Regions from separate parts of the Mus musculus genome. Here region 1 is linked to region 2. Evidence: chromatin contacts called from public ChIA-PET data. All regions are on one chromosome and are shown on one strand. Each heading gives the region's core, a stretch centred on a gene start, on an enhancer-like site or on the middle of the called end of the contact. The rest is flanking DNA. Distances are from core to core; before and after follow the strand shown.

The links. ChIA-PET counts read pairs in DNA pulled down with a chosen protein or histone mark.
Region 1: an RNA polymerase II ChIA-PET map of memory CD8 T cells shows a contact between it and region 2, with 43 read pairs. The contact joins the enhancer-like site here to the promoter of Spin2c in region 2. A contact is called at or near these places in 2 of 484 Hi-C or Micro-C datasets (CD4 T cells and CD8 T cells), 2 of 115 datasets of contacts at active chromatin or transcription factors (effector CD8 T cells and memory CD8 T cells) and 1 of 9 other capture datasets (adipose tissue).

The regions. Positions count from the first base shown.
Region 1 is chrX:153,883,896-153,890,492 of GRCm38.p6, forward strand. No RefSeq gene overlaps it. Among named protein-coding and RNA genes, the nearest start is that of Spin2c, 55 kb to the left of the region's middle. Within about 2 kb of position 3,631, at least 30 of the 459 cell types and tissues checked have an H3K27ac peak or open chromatin away from gene starts, as enhancers often do. A contact at or near this core is called in CD8 T cells, effector CD8 T cells and memory CD8 T cells, where this site is marked.
Region 2 is chrX:153,830,814-153,837,602 of GRCm38.p6, forward strand. It overlaps Spin2c (spindlin family, member 2C), which reads left to right and starts at 1,480. Exons shown (of 2, transcript NM_001005370.1): 1 at 1,480-1,735; 2 at 2,378-3,427. The coding sequence starts at 2,380. The coding sequence ends at 3,153.

The DNA of each region.
Region 1 (6,597 bases), core at 2,381-4,880, 55 kb after region 2:
AGGCAAACTTAGACCAATATACCCAGCAAAACTATCTGCAGTAGTTGAAAGAGTAAGAAAAACTTTCCACAATAAAAATTATATCCCACAAACCAAAATGAAAGAAAATATATGGATCAATATTTCATGTTAGAGAAAAATATGCTTATTCAAGAGATTATAGGGAAAAATATAAAGTCATAATTACTAAAACACTAAAAACCACTCAAAACAAAAAAAAGTAACTAAAATTCAACAACATAATGGCTGCACTTAACATACATATTTCAATAATGAATCTAAATATTAATAATCTGAATTTCACAATCAAAAGACACAGGCTGGCTGGCTGAATCAAGAAGCAAAATCCATCTATCTGTTGTCTACAACAAATACATCTTAGCTTAAAAGATAGACACTACCTTAGAGTAAAGGGATGAACAGAAGTCCAATCAAATGGAACCAGGAAGCAAGCATATGTTGCTATACTAATGTTTGACTCAATAGACTTCAAACTAAAACTAATCAGAAGAGTTTAAGAAAGACACTTTATTCCAATCAAAGGAACAGTTAACCAAGAAGACACTCCAAGTAGCATCATATAGACTAATCAGGCTGGTGTGTGTGTGTGTAAGTGTGTTCATTAACAATTAATTAGAAAGATTGTAGAGGAATTTTAATCCAACAACATGGTTGCTTTGGCAAGGGATCACATCCAAAAACCTACTAGGTCTGTGTGATCCAGCTGGAATGCAGACACACCACACAGCTTTAATCCCTCTGGCTGGATACACACACACACACACACACACGCACAAACACACACATCCCTTTAGTAAACACGTTTAATCCCAAACAATGAAGGTAAATTTAGTTTGTAGAAGGAAACACCCAGACAAAGTGACGAGAAAGATTTGACAGAATGAGCCAAAGATAGGATATGCCCAAGTCTCAGACAGTAAAGAGAGGAGAGAGAGGAGAGAGAAAGAGAGAGAGGGAGAGAGAGAGAGAGAGAGAGAGAGAGAGAGAGAGAGAGAGAGAGAGAGAGAGAGAGAGAGAGTTAGTTACTGGGACAGTTTTAAGGGTTGCAGGTGAAGACAGAACAAGTCAGAGAATGAGAAGGAGCTGGAAGACTAGAACATATTGCTAAGTTAGTATGAAGTCAAGCAGAGTAATTCAATCAGAAGCTGAAAGAAGTTACTTTGAACCAATCAGTGTGGAGAGGAGTTTGAGCCAGAATAACTGAATTGACCAACAAGCCAGAGTTCAGAAAGAGCTAGAAAGTGTAAACTTATTAAGCAGTAAATCTCTTAGATGACAATTACTTTTGGAAAATAAAAGTTACTTTTACGAAAGATGAATGAGAAAGAGAACAATGGTTTAGGAGGGTCTGGAGGGAGGAAACGAAAGTGAGAATGATTTAATTATATTATAATATCAGTACATAATAAAATATTTTTAAATAAAAATATTATTAATGTAAGATTGTCAATAAAGATAAATTTTCAATTGTCAGGAGGGTAGAGCTCATATCCCTTTGGCTAACCTTTTATATTTAGCAATGATCCAAGTGGCATTTAATTAGTGACTAAAGTTCAAGAAATCCTACTACTGAAATGTTAAAATAATTATTGAAATATTTCTTTGAATGTATATGGCTTTTATTCCCTCTCTACTAAGAACTGAGATGTTATTTCTAGAACTCATTAAAGTTCATAACATTCTTGGGTGATGAGGATGTCAAGGTACTACCTTCTTTTGTAGATTTGATCACCTTTTCAATTCAACTACATTTTTACAGATCTGTCCAATTTTCATAGCATATTGTCTGTACTTTAAAGGAGCTTTGATTCTTACAAGGTAGAGTGAAAAAAGATATAGACAGACTATATAATTTTAGAGAGTTATAATTGGATAAAGAGATAGATATTAGTGAAAATAAGAGTATTAATTCCAATAGGGATTGTCAGAGAAAGGTCTGAGAGGGTATTTGAGTAAATAGATGAATGATAAGAAGTTACTCCATGTAATAGTTTAAGAGAAATGTTCTAGCCTAGTGGTTCTCCCCTTCCTAATACTGCAACCTTTTAATGGTTCCTTACGTTCTGGTGTCCCCTAACCATAAAATTATCTTCATTGCTACTTCATACCTGTAATTTTGCTACTGTTATGAATCATAATATAAGGACAGCTATGTGGCCCCTGTGGGGCTCGTGCCCCACATGTTGAGAACCACTGTTCTGTAGCGAGAAATAAACTGAAAATCTGCATTTATTAAAGTTGTTTATACATAGATATTAATTCAGTAACAGCCTACAATTATCCTCTTTTCTACAGTTGTTATCCTGACCTGAGAGATGAAATGAAGGAACTATAAGTAAATAATTAATAGGAAATGGGACAGATTTCCTTCCTTACTCCAAATCCATATAGCCCATATCTATGTATTGAAACTTACCATGGATATCATAACACACATGTTTCTGGCTATATTTTGAAGCATACACTACAAGTCATCTAACATATCATTTCTCTCTCTAGGTTTTTAGATGACAAATAAGCACATGTCAAATGCCACATATGGGCTAGGTGCATCTCAATCTTCAGAGGATATTGGAGCAAAATTTTTACTATCACATTTCACAGACAAGGAAATAAGGCTTACAAAGAAAAAGTAAACCAGGGTTACATAGTAAGAGTGCTGGAAATGAACTTATGTCTCTTGGCAATAATATTCTAAATATCCCTTTTTAATACTTGCATAAATAAATGAAAAAGAAGGCCAACCCCAAAGAAGAAGATAAACAAATAGCCGTGGTTTTCCCATAACTTGCTCTTTTTTCCTCTTTTACCATTTCACTTACTTTGTTCCTCCTGTTGTATCTACTTCATTCAATTGTGCAGCACACTTGGCTAATATTTATTTTCTATCAGGCCCTGTAATAAGAAACTAGGGATGTGTTACTAACCACAGAGTCAATGACATATGTCCTCATGATATTTACAACCAAAGTGAAGGTGACAGTAACTATATTAAGAGGTTTGTCAAAAACAAAACAAAACAAAACAAAACAAAACAAAACAAAACAAAACAAAACAAACAAACAAAAAAAACCTTCTAACTTTTGAAAAACTGCAAATTAGACCTGGGTATAAAAGGAGGGGACTCATGGGTAGCAATAGCAAACTGGGAGATTAGTTAACACTGGGAGATTAGTTAACAGGGAATATAATAATTTAGAAGAAAAATTAAGGGAATTATAGAGTTAGAAAATGTATATATAGAAAAAGCATTTCCAGGTAAAAGGAACTAAACAAAGGGAATTAGATAGACAGGGCTTTGGCACCTTCAGTGATTAAAAAAAGGAAGCTGGTTGAGCTGAAGCTGTGGGGCAAGAGACATAGAAGCCAATGAAAACTTAAAGGTTCTAAATCTGTAACATTCCATAAAACATTGTAGGGACATTGACAGAATCCTGTCAGGTTAGAATCCCCAAGAAACAGACAGTGAAACCAAGCTAAGCCTGATAAAATGTCATGAAGAACACCTTCACCTGCACAGGAAATGTGAGTCAGAATTACACAGGAAGTCAAGCTATAAAAAGACTCATTGATAGCCGCAGCCACAGGAAGCTCTTAGAATGGCCCTTCAAAGTGAAAAGACTCACATACCTTTTAATTCTACACGACTCAGCTATTGGATAAGATATGACATTGGACCATGTTGTTCTTTGTAGCTGAGGCAGTGTCTAATAGGTGTCACAGATGTAGTGAAATAGTAAATCCTTCATTGAAGGGGAAATTGGTTGTTGCTTCCCCACATCTACAGCCATGGCATATATTGATCAGAGAACTGAATTGTATTTTAAAGTATTTCTCTCCTCTTGTGTAAATGGTACAGTGGAGAAAGTATGGACACAAGGCAAGAAGTTAGGGTATTGCCTTTTAAAAATAAATTTGGGGTCCCAACGAAAAAGACTGCCACTCTAAATAAAATATCTCTACAAGGTAAAACTTTGCTTATGATCAGAAAGGTATGCTACTCACAGGAGAACAAACACCAAGACAGGCATTTTGTTCGGTTTGTATTCTAATGTAGGTGTTGACTGTTCCTCCCCCACCCCACCCCATCCCTGCACCCCATTGGCTGGGGTCTGATCTCACTGTCTTCCATGATTGGCTAGCTTTAAAAGAATCTATACAAAGGAAAGTGGGAAGCAGTCAACCACTTTAGTCAACCACTTGCTGAGAATACAGCAAGGCCTTTGTGTAAACAAAAGTATTACTAAATCTGGAGGGGTTAGATATTTGAGTAAAAGTTTGTCAGGGTGGGCAGGATAAAGAGATTTGCATGAAAGTTTTATTTAAATCCATGGGATGTGTGAGCTCATTCTAGTGAATGTCTGTGCATAAAGGCAAACTAATAATGTTTTGCAGAATACTGCATCATAAAAAGATAAGGCACCAGTGGTTAGTTATGTAACACATTATTTCTAGTGAAGGTTGCCCCTGCATAATTCTAGGCTTTCAGAGCCTTTAGCCATCCCAGCCTCCGAAGTCTATTGAAATTGTTGATGCCCACTGATATTTGATTGACTCCATGAGCATTTATTAGTTCATTCTTTGGTGGATATTTGCTGGCACCCAGAGAAGTATTCCTTGGCTATATAGCACATGAAGTGTATTTTGACTTTACATAATTTTCCAAGACCAGCAGACTCAACAGGCTAAGTTATTATACCAATTAAAAGCAGGAGTAATTTGAGGAGTAGGAAGGGATTTATTCAAGATGGCTCTATTGAAAGAGAAACAGATAACAGGGTTCAAGTTCATTTGATATGAACTTTAGGCATAGAGGAAGAACTGGGGAAAGAGACAAAGTGTGCATAATTAAGCAGTACTGGGTGTGGTACGCTTGATCATTTTCATAGCACCAGTCTTGCAAGGTGATCTAAAACCACCTCATTTCTTGATGGGGTGAAGAACTTCTCTGGAGATGCTAAATTCTACTCCAGAATACAGCTTTGTACTCATGGATAATTGCCTTCCCATGGGTGGAGTACTGTTCTGCAAAGTTTTATTGCTGCTGGAATCTAGATTAGGAAAACACCTCAACCTTCTGTCTCCATTCTTGAAGGATGAGATAAATTAGATAGGTAAAGAGAGTCAAGCAGGAGTCCGAGTCAAAGGGAAGGAGACATAGAATGAGGGCAGAGATTTCAGGCTCCAGGCTCTTGTAGTTCTTTTACTTACATTGTGAGACTGCACAAGATGCCAGTGCTGCTTAGCAAAGGTAGCTTGTAAGTACCTGTTGTGGAAGAAAGATGCTTTTGGAGGTGGGGGCTATCTCTTCATGACATGGGTCCTTTATTCTATCCCATGTTTACTAGTTTACCATTCTTATACTACTTAACTGTTATTTCCTATTCCTAAGTTCCAGAACATTTCCTTCAAAATCCAATTTCCTAGCCTTTTGACTTTTATATCTTGCTGGAATGGACTTTCTCATATGGCATGGCTTGGGTACCAACTTTGCTTCATTTGTCAAGATATTTTTTTTATATTTGAAGGCTACTCAGTACTCTAACTAGTTCTGCTGTTCATTCCTTCCTTTGTACTGACATGGCCCTCATTTCTCTGCTATAGCTCTTGATGATCATTTCTGTTTCTATTCAACCCCCAAATGATAGCTCATCATGTGTAATCTGACTGCTCTCCATATTTTAGATACTTTTCTTCACCAACAAGTTTCCCTCCAAGGCTTTAGAAAGTGTTTTTAAATAGCTGGTGTCTGAAAGAGGCAATACTGTCTGTTCCCGGGTCTTCCCCTACAAATAAGAAAATAAAAGGATTTTCCATAACAGTCTTCAGAACTACTAGTGAGGGACATCACTGAATTGTTATACAGTCTCCTAGATAATACTGTTAGTACTTCTGTGAGGTCAGAAGCTTGCCTTACTTATTGTTAGAAGATAGCCCTGTAACTTTAGGCTTGATCCCATAGCCTGAGTCAGGCCCCATCTCCCTCTACAATCTAAAAAGCAGTGTGCACTATGGTCTGACAGTTCTTAAATTAAAAAGTGCCTGGATCCTGAACACTCCTTGTTATGTATAATGTGCTGAACTAAATCATGTGACATAAAATTTCCTGCTACTCTTAGTGTTTATAAAATATTTGACCTCTCCTTTGTTAAGGAGAATGGTCCAAGACTCCTCGAGGAGACTGGTTAAGAACTTGGTGGTAAGATGAAGGCTGTTTTCTGAAGATGCTCCTCAAGCCACTCCCAGCATCTTTCTCTTGATGCTATCTCTCTCCCCCTCTCTGTCTCTATTATTCTCATTCTTAATGAAGCTCATTTCTGGGCTTTAAAGGGAATTCTCTCTCTTTAAGGCTACATTGTGTTTAGGTATCTTAATACATTGTATTGTTTATAATACTTCCCCTGACTCCTGTTCCCTCAAGTTTAGGGGTCTTGATTGGGTTCATTTTCTCTGCCACTTAATAATTAAAACCCAGAAAAAAATCTTGACTATCACAGGTAGCATCAGAGAAATCTCAAACACCACAAATAGGAGTACACAAAATGAGCAGATGAAGAAAGACATTTATTGGAGGTG
Region 2 (6,789 bases), core at 230-2,729:
GCAACAAAACAACAACAAAAATCATCCAACCCACCAAACAAACAGAAATCAAGTAAAGTCAAATTTAAGAATCTCATGATTCTCCTTTAGGCTTGCTAGCAGTGTGATCATTCATAAATAAATAAAAAAATTCTTTAATATTCATGAGAGTAGATTAATGTAGTAAGAGAAAGCTGTGCTAGCTAGATGATACTAAGATGAGTAATATTTTTAAAAACTGTAGAATATCTTTTACATTATTTTATTTTGGTGGGGGGGTACATGTATGTGGAGGTCAGAGAACAGCTTGAGGGAATCAGTTCTCTCCTTCCACCATCATCTGAGTCTCCAGAATTCAAGTCAGCAGGTAAACACCCATGCTAAGCTTCTACACAAGCCCAATATTCTTATCAACTGGGTAATATGGACTTAGGTCAAAAACCCAAGGACTACCTCTTAGAAATGTCCTGTTAGGCTACTGAAGGGAACCATTAGTAGTTTTTCATACAGTATGAAGAACTTTACTTCATAAAGTATGATTGAAACTCTTTGCCATAAAACATAATATCCACATGTATATATACACATACATTGAAGACTATAAGAGTGAAGTCTGTGCTACAGAATTAAAATTTTCACCCTATTGGTGGTCTTTGTTTCTACTTTTAAAAGAGTGACTAAAAAAAAAATGAATGTTAACTCTGAAGTGAGGGTATTGTCTACTTCTCATATTGTCATACATGCTCTACATTCAGAAATATCCAAAATTGTTTTATAGATTATTTTTAACAACCACGTTTGCATAAGTAATGCAAGCTCTTTTAGGAGCATAGAAGCAAAGCACATAAGAACTACTATTTTGTGATGAGGCAAAGGGTTTGGGGAAGAAGTGAAGCTGATCTAATGTACGATTAAGAATCTTACACATGGTGCATAAAATTCTGTAGCTGGATTCCCGTCCTCAAGAAGATGAGCAATCAAGAAAACTTACTTATGAATCGGGTCAAACAAACAGGAGAGAAGAGAGCATTTTTTTTTTTTGTTGGTTTTTTTTCCCCTTCTTTTTCATCCTAGCTCCACTAGCCTAAAACAACCGGAAAGGCAGTTTTTGCATAAAGAAAACTCCATGAGGGCACGGGGTAAAGGAAAAGCAAATTCCTGAAGGATGGAAAGCAGATGCTGTTGGGGGCACTAAAGTGTAGAGTTGCAGGTGGGGGTGGGGAACCTGAACTGAAGGAGGGAATCCTTAGGAGCTGTGCGCAAGAAGGGTTGTGTGGGGGAAGGGTTGGCGTGTGTGTGGAGAATTCCTGGCTCCTGATTTGGCAGAAGAGATGAGGACAAGACCACATTCCCCAGCTTAGAACCACGGTGTGGAGTAGGAGAGGAGGCTGTTGAACCGTGTTTGGCAGGAAGGGGCGGCCTCTCGCGGGGCAGGAAGCTACGCTAGGAAAAGAGGGAGGAGACTGCAGTGGCAGCAGCGACTGCTGGAAGCTCTTAAGTGGCCCAGGTACTGCCGCCTCTGACACTCGGGAATAAGGTGAGAGAAAGCCCAGAGCGGGGACTTCCTGGATGCTCCCTTCTTTTGCCCCGCGGCTTTCCTAGACAGGCGCTTGGCCTTAGACTCCTGGCTCTGCTCTCACAGGCGCTCATTTGGCTGCTTGCCGGCTGATCATCCTTCGCTCCAGGCTCGCAGCGGAGGCAACAGTCTTCTGTCCGATTTGGGCACGTGAGTGCTGCAAACCCAGACAGTGAGCAGGTGAGCATCGGACTAGGTGCTGGAAAATTGGAATGGGTTCCTGCTTGTCAGGAAAATTGGAGGGAGTGCTAAGATTTGAGCTGAGGGAAACTCGGAACCGAGATTTGGGGGGCGGGGCACGGAGCAAGAAACCCGGGGAATCTTATACAAAGGTGGCCAGTGCATGAAACAGATTCGTGGTGCTGAGCTCAAAGGGAAACGGGGATGATTTGGAAGACACATGAAGAAGTGAGCACAGAGCAAGCATGGGTATGGGCAGTGAGGGCGGAATGAAAAGGAGGGGGAGAGTGGGTAAGAGACATAGAAATTTCACGGAGGGATATAGAGATATGGTATTGGGGTTATAAATAGGGATGGTGGTGCGGGGCAGCTGGGATGACTACGGAACTAGCAGAGAACCGGCTGTTTCTTTGCTTGGCTCTCAAGCGCTACAACTTCCACAGCGATCTCTTCACTAACTCTGTTGTGTAACCAAACAAGCCTGGAAAGAGGCTTATGCAGGCAGGCATTTAAACACATTTTGATATAGAATACTGCTACTGGACACATGTATATCATGCACAGGGACTTCCTAATCCACAGAAAAATAACCTTAATATTTGCATAGAATGTTTTTCCCTAGATTCTCTCCTCCTCTTACAGGTATGAAGACCCCTCACAAAAAAGGTGCAGCAAAAGAGCAAATGGGAGAAGGCGTAGGTCACCACATTGGCTCTACAACCATCAAGAAGAAAAAAGCTTCTCAGAAGAGGCAGAGGAGCAGATCTTCATCCCGTAGGAGCATCGTGGGCTGTAGAATTTCTCACGGGTGGAAGGAAGGAGATGAGCCGATCACACAGTGGAAAGGGACTGTGCTGGATCAGGTGCCTATCAACCCCTCTCTCTACCTGGTGAAATATGATGGGATTGACTGTGTCTATGGACTGGAACTTCACAGAGATGAAAGGATTTTAAAGCTTAAAATCCTTCCTGATAAGGTGTCGTTCTCTGGAGTCAGCGATGTGCGCCTTGCTAATACCATAATTGGCAAAGCAGTGGAACACATGTTTGAGGGTGAGCATGGCTCTAAGGATGAATGGAGGGGGATGGTCCTGGCTCAAGCGCCTATCATGAACGCCTGGTTTTACATTACTTATGAGAGAGATCCCGTTTTGTACATGTATCAGCTTCTGGATGATTATAAAGAGGGTGACCTCCGTATCATGCCAGAGTCCAGTGCATCTCCTCCAGCAGACAGGGAGCCAGAAGGAGTTGTAGATGGCCTGATAGGTAAACATGTGGAATACACCAAAGAAGATGGCTCCAAGAGGACAGGCAAGGTCATTCACCAAGTTAAAGCCAAGCCTTCTGTGTACTTCATCAAGTTTGACGATGATTTCCATATCTATGTCTATGACTTGGTGAAAAAGAACTCTTAGGGTAAAATTTGCATAGTGTGGGGAAACAAATGTGTACGTTGTAGATGTGCAAAAAACATTAATTTTTCAGTGTATTAAAAGCTTGAGAGTTTCTGATAACCCAGAAACTTTGCCAGCAATGCTGTTGTTTTTGTTCTGGAAACTACCAGTCTGTGGACATGACCTGTTAAATGTAAAAACACATTGTCTTGTGTAAGAGATGAGTATGTTTGGTGAATGGGATATGAAGAAACAGCTGTCAAATTAACCTGTGAATAAAGTACCATTATTATTATAATTAGTCATCTAAAAAATTGAATGGGAATTATCTGGCATGGTCTGGGGGAGGGAGAGGAAATAGAAATGGGATGGGGTGTTTAGAAGGGGTGAATGCTTGGGAAAGGTGCTGAGGAAGAAAGGGAGGTTCCCTGAGGGAAGCATTGTGTTTGAAGTAGAAACATACAGTTGTGTGTGTGTGGGGGGGGGGGAGGCGTGTGGGTAGGGTGGGGGGAGGGGGAGGAGATTACAGAAAGTGAGATCTTGGGTTTTTAAGGAAAGTAAAAGAAATTGAGTACAGAGGAACACAAAGAAGCTTAGAAGAGCCCCAGTGCAAGTTTAAGAATGACTTGAGGAGAGGCTAAACAACTCATAAAGGGGGAGGTAGATGAACACACAGGAAGGATGAACTCTGGGAAAAAAGGAATACCCAAAGGAGTGTTTCGAGAAAGGAGAAAGGCTTGTTAGCAGGTCCCAGGGTGGTCATGAAATCCTACAAAAAATAAAAATAAAAATAAAAGTTGTACATCTGGCTACATACACGTTGACCACCTTGGCTGGTTTCACAAAATAGTCATCAGTCAGTTGTTTAAGAAGGCATATGTAGTAGAGGCTTCTGGGACAGGCATTTTGATTAAGAGATCTCAGACTAATGAATTAAGAGCCACTTCTTCATTTTGAAAGTCTGTGTCGTACCTGCCAAGCAGAACCTAGATTTTCAAACCCAGACACAGGAACAGTGGTTCCAAAGCTCTGGCCTGACGGCTGTTTCCTTGTATTTCCAGAGGACACAATACAGTAAACCCAGGACCTCAATGTCATGATTCATTTCCCATAGTTTGAGTAAATGAAACTTCTGAAGAATGAGTTAGTGAGGTTCATGGAATTTAAGAGATGCTATCATGAGTTTAGAACATACTTTATCTGGAAAAAAATGAAATCCTGCCAAGCTGATAGAAGAGTCCTATCACTGTTGATCCTCCAACTTTAATATCCCTCACTACCCCCAGGCACAGCATCTGATAACTGAGCCTAAAGCCTCTCCACAAGATTAGGGAGAACCAGACTTTCCGTTCTTCTGTCACAGCTGCCTGTAATTATAGGTGGCTTTACTTAAAGAGCCTGCAAAGAGAGGCCTGGAGCCTTGAGAAGCTCTGGTTCTGGAGAGACCTCGCCCACAAAGCCCCTGGCCGCTAACACCTTTTTTGGTACCTCATGGCTAAACAATGGCTTGCTACATTCCTGTTAAACAGCGATGGAAGTCCATGCAGCTGTTCATTTGCAGATGATGTGAATGCTGTGAGCAATAGGGCTGGGTACTGTGATTTTTTGTAACTAATTCCTTCAGGTGTGTATTGTCATGTGGATGGGGATGGGTTGTAGCTGGTGAGCAGAAGAAACTGCAACCTCAGTATAGTCCCCCAGAACTATGGTGTCCAGAGCAGAGGTCTCTGCCCAGTTCCTCTTTATGTCCTCTTTACCCTGTCTTCCAGAAATCTTTCAAAGTGCTTTCTCTGGTTTCTGAACCCCCACTTTTAACTAAACTTCTACCTCAAAGAAAGAATGTTGTCTATTCTGTCTATGCTGGAGAGGCATACATAATAGAGTAAGAAAGGGCTCTCTGAAGACTGAAAGAACATCCTAGCAAACCCAGAGCAGAGGCAGATAGCCTAAAGAATTACTCAAGGGCACCTCACCTCACCAGAAGAGAGTTCAGTTTTCTTTCTTACATGATATAACTTTGTCTAGCCCACACCAGCCACTTTTATCTGGCTTTTATGTTTTGTCTGCTCTTTCAGTTTTATTATTTCCTATTTCAAAATAAGAGCTGTGGGTTTTCTAAGAGTTCACACAATCTATATTCATTTCCGTACTGCCCTGAAAAGCAAATGAAACAAAGGAACACAACCATTAGGATTCACATTCCAACCAAGATACAAGCAAGTAGCTGAGTGAGAGGAAGGGTTCAACCCACTGTAGGCTCTGAATGTTCCAGTCATCCACTCCTCCAGTTGTCCTTTTCACTTTGATAAAACACACAGTCATTCCCTGGAGGGATCTGCATTTGTAAATTTGAGGCTAAACCCATGGAAATCTGCTGTCTCAGTTCATTTGTTTTATCTTCTTCCCACAAATATTTACTTTGGGTGGGCTCTGGCACTTGTCTAGACAGGCACTGATGCAGCAATGAACAGTTGAAGTAAATAATAAAAAAAAAAGGTCCCTAACCTCTAAGGCTTGCATTTTACTGTGGAAGCTAGGCACCAGCCAAGAAAAGTACATAATAAAGCTTCCTTGGCCACGTGCTAAGGAGGAAAACAGTAAAGAAAGGGTCAGGGAAATGAAATTGAAGGGGGAAATAGGTTAGAGAGAGATAGGAGCCAGGGAAGGTCACCTGGAATGCTTGGCTTTTGTGTTAAGGTAGTGTGAGAAGTGCCTTGTAGCACAATCAGGGGAATGTGCATTCCAGACAGAGTGATAGCAGTTGCTCCTGGGCCAGAGAAGACCTGTTTGAGCAGTAGCAGGCAGGATGGTGTGAAGATAGAGCGCTGTGGGGGAGGTGATTCGAAAGAAGTCACAATGGCTGTGGAGTCAGCAATTCTAGAGCCCTGCAGGTTCCAATCTCTGCAATGGAATTTTGTTTTTACCTGAGTGAAAGGGGAAGGTGTTGAGGAAGGCAAAGCACTAGAATATCATAAGTTTGTGTTATATTTTATCAAGATTCTTTTGGCAATTCCAGAGAATGTTCTATAAGCAATTGGGAATTAGAGTAGAGGACTGAAAAGTAATTTCAAATGGATCCTGTTAATATGCAAATAAAAAAGCAACATGTAGAATGCCTAATTTTGAGCTTTGAAAGGAGGCAAATACTAAAGGCTCCAAAGGTATAAATTAAAAAGAAGGCAAATGTCAGGTGTGGTGGTGTACACCTTGAATCTCAGCATCCAGGAGGCAGAGGCAAATAGATCTTTGAGTTTGAAGCCAGCCTGGTTTACATAGTGAGTTCCAGTTCAGTAAGAGGGAGATTCTGACTCAAGAGAAATGTGATTCATAGAATTAAAATAAGATATGAAACTCTCTAATTACAAAAGGTATCACTAACTATGGAAAACTTAGATTTGGGTGCAAACTAAGACATACACAGTTAAAAGAATAAGCCACAGAAAACTGGACAAAAGTTGTGAATAGCCAATTCAAAAAAAGCAGTAGACTATACAGTCAAAATGCATACATTCCCTTAGTAAGTCACTTAATTACAATATCCTGTTTGTCTTACTATATCCATCATAAGGCCCTGAAAGTGCCTCTTTTATTTTCACTTATTATTACCAGTGCATTCCAAATACTTAAAAAAAGAGCACTTGTAATATAGAACATGTT